Regions from separate parts of the Rattus norvegicus genome. Here region 2 is linked to region 1. The links are chromatin contacts, called in public Hi-C maps. All regions are on one chromosome and are shown on one strand. The core of a region is the stretch at or near the end of the contact, and the rest is flanking DNA. Distances in the headings are between cores, read along the strand shown. Region 1 holds the start of Slc12a6 (solute carrier family 12, member 6). Region 2 holds the start of Aven (apoptosis and caspase activation inhibitor).

Evidence for each region. A called contact is a pair of places that touch in the nucleus more often than the background predicts.
Region 2: a Hi-C map of liver shows a contact between it and region 1, with 3 times the contacts expected there. The contact joins the promoter of Aven here to the promoter of Slc12a6 in region 1. A contact is called at or near these places in 6 of 12 Hi-C or Micro-C datasets (the A7r5 cell line, the Rat2 cell line, Schwann cells and 2 more) and 1 of 1 datasets of contacts at active chromatin or transcription factors (oligodendrocytes).

The regions. Positions count from the first base shown.
Region 1 is chr3:119,523,216-119,528,144 of GRCr8, reverse strand. Slc12a6 (solute carrier family 12, member 6) reads right to left here and starts at 1,533. Exons shown (of 25, transcript NM_001109630.1): 1 at 1,260-1,533. The coding sequence starts at 1,530.
Region 2 is chr3:119,752,000-119,757,398 of GRCr8, reverse strand. Aven (apoptosis and caspase activation inhibitor) reads right to left here and starts at 3,989. Exons shown (of 6, transcript NM_001399518.1): 1 at 3,705-3,989. The coding sequence starts at 3,935. The region is part of intron 1 of Chrm5 (cholinergic receptor, muscarinic 5); the gene reads left to right.

The DNA of each region.
Region 1 (4,929 bases), core at 284-2,783:
AATAGATATGGTAGAAAAGGAAGTTATGATCTTTTATTTCATATTTCACCTTTGACACAGTGTATATAACCCAGTGTAAGGTTTATTGAGCAATGGAAAGCATTAGACCAGGAACTAACACATAGCTACTGCCATAAGAGAAACACGACCAGCTAAAGATTAGTAAATTCTGGAACTATGAGCTTTACCAAGTCTATCTTTCTCAAGACATTGAAAACAAACAAATTTGAGGAACTAAAACTATTCTGGCTTCCGGAACACTTAAGGTCAGGAGGAACAATATTTCCTGAGACCGGAAATGGTAAATCAGCCTTGCTTTAACAAGTCAGTGGTTAAGACCGTGTTTTCAAACTTGTGTAGAATAGAATTTTCAAAAGTCTTTAAGATTCTTAAGGGAAAAACTTAAAAACAAAACAAAATCAATCAATCAAACAAACAAAAAACCCCACAAAGATTTTGCTGGTCCAAATGTGGCATAAAACTAAGTGCAGTTCTCAAACGTTTGAGTCTGGAAAAAGTAACTTTTCTCTTTGTATCACCTCTTCCCACTAAATCAAATGAAAACTTCAGTCAGTCTGGTCAGTTCAAGGTCAAGTCTGGAAAGTGTCCAATATGAACAGAAATGGCTTCTATAAGTCCTGACTACAAAAACCCAATATACAATATACAAAATAGTTATTTAAAGTTCAGCAGGGAAATTATGTGGGAATCAGGCACTTGAAGGCCCTCTTGCAAGCTCCATTTGTTCAAAAGAATAACATCTCCTTGAGTGAATTCAGTTACTTTACATACTCTATAAAACCATATATTTCAAAAAATAATTTTATGACACCCAACTAAGTCTTCAAAAAGAAACCACTAAGACACAAGAAGTAACAACCTGGCTTAAATGCTGACTTAAGAGTCAAAGCCCAGAGCTCTCTAGAGAGCACACAGCCAACCCATTAAAATTTTAGTTTAGGATTTTTTTGTGATGTAAGCGATTTAATTTTGTTATTTATCTTTAACTAAAAATAGTCATTTTGGTTATAAGGCAAAAATGAGGAAATCAAAATATACATTTCCTTGACCTCTTGCCAGCTACCTTCCCACGCCAAAAGACTACTGCAGTGGCCTACTAACTGTCGCTATTATTCCCACACTCCTAAGCATCACAGGAATGCGGGCCTTAATTCCAGGTGATAATTATAAAACAGAATAGTTATCCAGCATGGACACCCCAGGCGTTGAAACATCCTGTTCTCTGAGTTTCTACTTACCCTCGGTAACATCCTGGGGGTTAGAAGTCCGGTCACTGGAAGGATCTAGGGCAACAGTTGCCAGAGAAGTGGTGGCCCCAGACAGTTCACTCATAGGCTCACTACGGCTTGTTTCTGGCACACTTTCTCGGGAGCTAAATCTTACTCGAGAACTAGATCGAGAGCTGAGGTCCGGACTGGTGTCTGATAAACCTGGAATGTCATCAATCTTTGTTGGTGTCACCATGAACCGAACTGAAGACATCTTGGTGGTGGTTTCTGGAGGATGCATTTTTTTTTCCTTTCCTTTTTGACAAAGAAAAAAGGAAAAGCTTACAAAAACTCTTCCTCCTACACTAGCTACCTTTGATTGCAAAAATAGAAAGAAAAAAAAAAACCTCAATTACCTTGATTTATATCCCACAAAGGCCCAATTAAGAATCCTTCTACTTAGAATTCAAGTCAACTGTTTTATAAAGTGCCCCACCAGTAACTGAAAAAAATAATTTTTGAGAAACAAAATGAGAACAAAACGATGCTAATCCTGTGTAACTTGGTTCCTTCAGAATCCTAGCTATCTCCCCTGGTCCAGGGCTGAGGGCTCCGTGCCATGATCTCACAGCAGCTGGTGACGCCTCCCTCTGCTCAACCCCCAGGGTCCGGATGAGGTAGTTAGTCCTTTATCTGCCGAGTGTCCCACGGTTCTAGCTGAGGACAGAGCATGCAGGCCCACCCTTATCAGGCGTGTATAGCGTGGATCAGATTGCGCAAAGGTGTGCACCAGCCACCTGTTGTGTATCAGGTGAATACCCCACAGGTCTGGTTGGGAGGAGGTGTGTGTTGAGCCACCCGATGTTTTTGAGGTCGATAATCCACTTGGGTCTGGTGGGAGAGATGCGCATGCATAACGGGAAAATACCCCCACACTACAGGATGGAGAAAGAGGAGAGCAACGAGAGGATGCCGAGGCAGAGTGGATTCCTGCCTCCCAGAGGTCTCGTCCTGGCAAAGGAGCTGTTGGCGGCGGCTAGCGGATCAGGGCAGCTCCCACAGCAGGGTCGTGGCAGGTCGTCTCGAGTCCCTCGAACCCACGACCGCTCGCCGTGCTTGCCCTGAGTGTGACAGGACGCGCGTTCCTCCCGGGGCCGGGGCGGGTAGCCTCTCGCCGGCTTTTCTTGGGTCTCGGCCGAGAAGACGGCCCGGCAGGCTGGTCCGGGCTAAGGAGGAGGAGGTCGCAGGTGCGGGAGCCCGCGCCAGCTGATGCGGGTGCGCGCGCAGCTGTTGTTTACTAGCCGCTAACCGTTTCGGAGCCGCAGAGCACAGAAGGCCCCCTCCCCGGCAGACGCCCGAGGCCGTTACGTGACCTCGCCGCCCCCCGCCACGGGCGCGGCGGGCTCTGCCCGCGCCGCCGCAGCCCTCCCCTTCCCGCCCCGCTCGTTCCTCATTCGAGGTTAACCGTCCGGAGTAGTCTGGCCAGCTAGAGGGCGGCGCCGTCCCGCGGGCGGGCAACAGCAGCCCCGCCCGGAGTATGCAGCGCCGAGACAGAGGACAGCGCGGCTGCGCGAACCGGCGACTCTCACGTAGAGCACGACGGGAACTGTAGTCCGTTCCACGGCCTGAACGCGTGTGGCAAACTGCTTTTTCTCTTGATAACCTGTGCTGCTTGTACTCAGCATGCTGCTTAGAGGCAGTCAATGTACATTCACTCCGGAACCGCAAGGATCATCTCTAATAAAAATTTCCCTGAAAAATTTAACATTATGGCACCCAAACCTCCCATTACTGTATTTATTTACCTTAGATGTGACCTCTGTAAAATTTCAGTTGTCTTCTCTAAAACGCCTGTATTTTCATCTTCATCGTGGGCTACTTTCCCCCTTCTTGTTCCTATCCTTCTGAAATTGCAAACTAGGCTTAAATTTCCATTAAAGAGAACTATACAGACATGGAGAGGACATTGGGGTATCTGCACCGCACCATTCCCAGGGCTTGACCTACTTTACCAACCCTAGAATGTTTAGCGTTTAATTCGTCAAGGTGTTTAATAACTTTCAGTTCAATCACGTTTTGTAAACTTTCTGAAAGTTTGATCAAAATGCAGGAGCTCCCTGGAGCCTTTCCTGAGTACTTAGTTCCTCCTAGGTGCAAACTGTTAAATCGGCATACCTGATAATGGATCAGGAGACTAGAGTGACCCTCAGTGGTTAAAAGCATTTACTGCTTTGAAGGAAACCCTATTTTGGTTCCCAGTTCTCACATGCGACTCTTAACTGACTGCAACTCCAGGTCTAGGCGATCTGACCCCTCCGGGCTTAAAAACGTATAAAAGATTTATAGAAGAAGGAGGAGGAGGAAGAGGAGGAGGAGGAGGAAAGGAGGAAAGGAGGAAAGGAGGAAAAAGGAGGAAAAAGGAGGAAAGGAGGAAAAAGGAGGAAAAAGGAGGAAAAGGAGGAAAAAGGAGGAAAAAGGAGGAAAAAGGAGGAAAAAGAGGAGGGAAAAGGAGGAAAAGGAGGAGGGAAGGAGGGAAGGGAGGAAAGGAGGAAAGGAGAGAAGGAGAGAAGGAGAGAAGGAGAGAAGGAGGAGGAGGAGGAGGAGGAGGAGGAGGAGAAGAAGAAGAAGAAGAAGAAGAAGAAGAAGAAGAAGAAGAAGAAGAAGAAGAAGAAGAAGAAGAAGAAGAGGAGGAGGAAGAAGAGGAGGAAGAAATAAAATTGGGGCTGGAGACACGTCTCAGTGGTTAAGTTTCCAGAGGTCCTGATTGAAATCCCAGCAACCACATGGTGGCTCACAACCATTTGAAATGAGATCTGATGCCCTCTTCTGGTGTGTCTGAAGACAGCTACAGTGTACTTTAATAGCCTGGGAATAAAAGAAAACCTGTTCAAACATTAAGACTGTATTCAGGGCTGGAGAGATGGCTCAGTGGTTAAGAGTACTGACTGTTCTTCCAGAGGTCCTGAGTTCAAGTCCCAGCAACCACACGATGGCTCACAACCATCTGTAACAGGATCCGATGCCCTGTTCTGACTGCTACAGTGTACTTACATATAATAAGTAAATCTTTAAAAAAGAAAAACGAAAAGGCTGTATTCAATCTTTGAGATATTTGACATATCCAAGGCCCTAGATTCTATTCTCATCGGTGAGGGTGGAGGGCAGGGTTAAAAAACAGGTTGGTTGGGCTGGAGAGATGGCTCAGCGGTTAAGAGCACTGACTGCTCTTCCAGAGGCCTTGAGTTCAAATCTCAGCAACCACATGGTGGCTCACAACCATCGGTAATGAGATCTGATGCCCCTTCTGGTGTGTCTGAAGACAGCTACAGTGTACTTATATATAAAAAAATAAATAAATCTTAAAAAAAAAAAAAAACTGGTTGGTTGGTTGTTTTTTTACACTCTTATTTTTTTAGAGTGTACACATATACATGAATACATATTTGTGGGTCCCAGGAACTGAACCTAGGTTTGCAGGCTTGTGGCCTAAGCACCTTTGCTGGCCAAAATACTTCTTTTGCTCTTTAGAGACAAAGTGAGATAGGAGTCTCCAGATGTCTTCGAACTCTATATAGCAGAGGATGACTTTCAATTCCTGACCTGCCTTCACTTCCCAAGTGCTGGATTACAGGGTCACTAAACCCAGCCTTCTGCATGGCTTTGTGCATGTTAGAAAGGCACTCGACCTACTATGTTATGT
Region 2 (5,399 bases), core at 2,740-5,239, 230 kb before region 1:
GCCAAGACCCGACGTGACACCAAACTGACTCTTTATGTCTGAGCATCAGAGTCGGACGCTTCCTTTTTCAGAGGATTAGAATCTCAGCAAGAGCCAGTACTCTTTATTACTCAAGCCAGAGTGTAGTTACAAAGCAAAAAAATTGGTGAAAATAAATATAATTTTTGTCTCCAGTGGTCTAGCGTGATTATTAATAGCTCTCTCACTTTTATTGACCAAACTGGGAATGGTAGCACAGGCCTGTAGTCCCAAATACTTGAAAGGCTGAGTAAGAGAACCACTTGTGCCAGGAGTTGGAGGCCAGCCTGGGCTACATAGTGAGACTTCTTTTAAGTGAATGTAGACATAGACATCTGCCACATAGATATGGATAAGGAACGCAAAAGTCTGCTAACATTCAAAGAGCTAAATATTTTACCAGTATCATTACACCGCCTTGTGATCATATATAAACATTAGGGGAAAGGTATAAGGGGAAACAGCACTCAGCAGTTCTCTCTCCTCTCTCCCTCTCTTCTCTCCCGCTCCTCTTCTCTCGCCTTGTGCGTTCTGTGTGAGTGTGTGTGTCTGTGTCTGTGTGTATGCATGTGTGGTATGTATCTGTTTATGTAAGTGTATTTGCCTGGTGTATGCCTGCAGAAGGTACTGGGGATCTTTCTCCATTGCTCTCAGTCTTATTGACTCCAGATACTGTCTCATTGAACCTGGAGCTCTGCTAGGCTGGCGACCAGCAAGTTCCAGCATTCCTCCTGTCGGTGCCCCATCTACACAGTGCTGGGATCACAGGTGCACGCTGTAGTGCCCAGCTTTTCACACGGGTGTTGGGAATCTGAATTGGGTCCTCATGCTTGTGCAGCAAGGGGCCCTACCCCAGAGCCACCTCTTTCCAAATCATACCAGGAGCTCAGGGCAGTAACCAAAAGAGCAGGCTCTGGAGTCAACAGACCCATGTAGAACCCAGGTCCAGTGATCTGCAGATTACTTGTAATTTAACCATAACTGTGAGTGACTTAGCTGTGCCTTGCTTTGCAAATCCCACATGAAAGTGTTCAATAAATGTTAATTACTATTAACTGATAGAAAAAGAAAAAAAAAATTCAAGGACTGTTAACAGGCCTTAACTGCCTCCCTGTTAAGCACTCATCAAACAGTAAGCAGTAGAAAAAAGTCTAACACTTTGTCTTTCACATCGTCATTCAATATCTCCTCTCCTTCTGTAGGCTGTTCTCGTATCCTGTTGTTCTATCCTGTGTTGTGCAGTAGCTTCTTCGACATGAACCCATTTGTCAAGGTTGTGTCTGTTGTTTGGGCTGTTTAGGTCAGATCCAAGGAAAGCTTTGCCCAAAGCAATGTTCTGAAGTGTTTTCCTAATACTTTTTCCTGATAGTTTCAGGTTTCATATTTATTCTGATTTATTTGAAGTTGATTTTGTAATAGTTTATTTCTTTGGGGTACAGACACGTGCCTGTACCCCTGGGGTTTTCCATTCTGTTCTACCAGCTCCACACTTGTTCGTCTTTGGTGGCAGGACTGAACACAGGGTGGCATGCATATTGGTAAATCACATTTCAACCACATGCTTTAAAAAAAAAAACCAGGATTGCATGGCTTAGCCCATTAGATGCTCTTTGTAGTGTTCTGACGAACTGTTCAACCAGCAAAAGATGATCCTGTAGAATATATACTACTCAAATACAAAAGGCAGCAAGGATCTGATTAAAACAGGTTGAATAACCTGAAGGGATGTGTCTCCCAAGAGGATACCTAAATGGCCAGTAAATATATGAGAAGGAATTTCAGTGTCACTACTCATCAAAATCACGAGAACAAGCTAGTCACCTGAAAGTATCTAGAAACTTCTAAATAAATGGAAAACAACAAACACAATAAGGACCACCTTTAATCCCAACACAGGAGGCAAAAGCAGGCAGATCTCTGAGTTCAAAGCCTGCCTGGTCTACAGAGTGAATTTCCAGGGTAGCCAAAGCTACATACTGAGATCCTGTCTAAAAAATAAAAAATAAATAAAAACCAGCCCACAACAAAACAACAACAAAAATGCAGTTAAAAAAAAAAACCAGCACTCCTGTAATGCAAGCACCTGGGAGATCACTGCAGGATGAGTTTTGAACTTGAGTTCCAGGCTGAACAGCGTAAGATTATGTCTCAGCAAACAAACGGTTAAATGAATAAAATAAACCCAGATGTGGTGAAGGAGACAGACGTGCCATCCCATACCTTAGAAGTGGAGGCGGGAAGATATTGAGTTAAGGCAAGTGTGGGTTACATAGTGAGACCCTATCTACAGGACAAGGAGAAAGAGGATGAAGAATTTGAAAAATAAAAAGGGCTAACAAAAATGCAGAGACAGGAACTGTCATGTGCTGTGGTGACATCAATTGGTAGAGCATTACAAAGAGCAGTATGGCTTTTCTTAAAAATGAAAACTATAACCACCAGTAAGGATTCCACAATCCTATTACTAGGTATATGTTCAAAGGAACTGGAGTCAAACATTTGCATTCTTGTGCTTCTTTACATGAATGTGTGTGTGCATGGGAGCATATGCCAAGAGTGCAAATACCTTTAGAGAGGACTCAGAGCGGTTTGCTGCTATTCTGGAAAACACAACTGCCTGAAATGTGGGCTCAAAGGATCTGATGCCTTCTGGCCTTTGCTGGCACTGCACTTATGTACACACACACACACACACACACACACACACACACACACACACACACAAACACACATGTGCCCGTGCATGGGCACAGAGAAACTAATATATTTCTAAAAAAAGATACTAAGCAAATTCTTGCATTTTGTGAAGTTAACCATTGCACTAAGGGTAATATCACACTGCGGTAAAAGTGACTGGCCTGATAATTTGCTTATCAAACTCAGTAAGCTCAGGGCTCATATCACCCATCTTTAAAAGGAATGATTTCAGGGCTTCTTAGATCCAGAGTAAGTTACTTTGGAGGAGTACACACATCTAGAAGTTGTTTCCATTTGCAGTCTAGTCGTCCAGAGGGAAAGCAAGATGTGCACTGTGTGGAATCCTGCAGCTGGACAATGGTCACTACAGAGCTGGAACTCTATTGACTGTCTGCTTCCAGAGCACGGCAGTCAATCCTGACACCACTGTGCCCAACCATAAGCACAGAGAGGCCTCGTGAAGTCAGTCAGTCTCTCCTCATCTAATCCTTAAGTACCCAGAATGGTATTCTCAGCGAGACTAATTGCAAATCTGAAGAGTGGGAAGAATCTTAGCGATCATTAATCCAAACCAAAATGAAGACATAATCTTCCCCTATGTCCCTCCAACCGGACGTGGGTGACAACAGACACCGTTACCTAGGCAATGTGGGATGGGTATAAAGGAAACAGAAGACAGAGGAACACTTCTAGGAGTAAATCTGTTTGGGTTAGCGCATTCAGATAGACATCGCTCGCCAGGAAGTTAACTTCAGTGACAGTGCGCCGGGCTGAAGCCTGGACACCAGGTGTCGCCGTTAGTCTCCATCAGGCTATGGGACTCCGGTACCAACAAAACCCAAGGCTGATCGCCTAGTCCTTGGGCCACAAGCAGCCAGGGGCTGCGCGTGCACCGTCCACGCGCGCCCCCCGGCTCCATCCCGCGCAGGCGCTGTGGTTTCACGCGCCCTGCACGCCGGCTAGCGGCCGCAGCAACCCGCACCCCTTACCCGCGTGCTGGCTCCACCGCCCCGGCCTCCAGGTTCCCGGCGGCCGCCTCGCGGGGCGCCACCTCCTCGGCCTCGGCGGAAGCCCCGGCCTCGGCCCCGCCGGCCGCCTCCGTCCCCGCAGCCTCCTCTCGCCAGCGCCGTCGCGGCCCCGGCCGGCCCTCGGTCCCCTCCGGGCCGCTCCCGGCCTCCCCGCCGCCCGCGGCCGCCTCGAGCCCCTCTCTCAGCCTGCATGAGGCCGCCGGCGAGCAGAGCACGCGAGCCGCGGCGGAGAGCGCAGGCCCCACCGGAAGCGGCCGAGCGCCAGCCGCGGTGATCAGGGCGCGGGGCCCGGCCGGGGCGGGGACCACATAAGTGATCTGTAATAAAAGGATACCTTAAAATCACTTTGTGTGATAGTTCTTAATTCATACGAGTGTTTAAATGACGCAAAACCCAAGATGTCCAATGAGTTTAGTTAACATCTTAACTTGAAAAAGATAAGCCATTTTAAAGTCAGGATTTAGGAAGGAGGTGTGGGTTGAAGATGAGTCCCACATCACAGTTGTGGACAGTGGCTCAAGTGGATGGAGGGTCCAGTAGGAAAGGGAAAAGATGCTTGAAAATCTTGAAGAGAACTTGTAAATGTAGTTGCTGTAACGTACATTTACTGAGCCCTTGGTTCTCATAGGTACTCTTGTTACCCTTATTTTGCTAGAGAGCTTAACTTTGGCTAGACGGTGTCCAAAGACAAGGGTAGCAGGAAAGATGTTGGTCAAGTCCAGGAAGAGCTGGTCACTGCTGTCCAGGGGACATCTAAGGGTAGGAGTGTGTAGGTCCAGTCTGGGAGGTGTAGAGCACCGATGGGTAACTGCTTTGTAGCTTTCCCGGATGCAGATTCTGAGAGGACACCTGGATGTTATGGGCAAAAGATAAAGTTAAGGAGTTTGGGAGAAAAACTTTTTCTTAGGTGTACATTTGAGACTCTTAGGCCCAAGGTCTTGGGAGTCAAAGGAAGGGTCCCAGGAGCAAGGATAGGGAAATGGATCTCCGCCCCCTCAGGAAAAGGCAGGGAGGGAGGAAAACACGCTGTTTATTGACAATTCTTGTCTTGAGTCTATTTGACTGGGGGAGGCAGATTCAAGTGGATTCCCTGAAGCTCGCACAAAAGAAAACACAAATATTAAATAACTTTTATGGCTTTATAGCTAGTCATTAACAGAATGATTCAAACCTAGGGTCGCCCGGCTTCAAAGTCTCCATGGCTCTTGAGAAAATCTGTAAAAGAGATTTAAGTTTTAGTCAGAGACATAAAAGTTCAGGCCATAGTTGTCAAAGTGTAAAACAGAAATGAGAGCCAAGAAGGCAGCTAGGAAATGGGAAATTTAGGATTTTACATTCAAATGTAAATGAGGAAGTTAGGCTCTGAAGGCAGTGGAGATGTCCGTATGTATTGCTTGAGTGGGCAGATCACGAATGTCATCAATAAGGAGAGAGTTAAGGGTTCAGGAGAACGCATCAGGACAGGTGGCCTGAATCACAATATTTGGACACACACATATATATAAAGCTTTAATCCTAGTCACCCTCACTCCCCTGTCCTGTCTCGTAGCAATAAGTAACATTTTTTTTAATTTATTTATTTATTATGTATGAGAGCATTGTAGCTTGTCTTCAGACACACCAGAAGAGGGCATCAGATCTCATTACAGATGATTG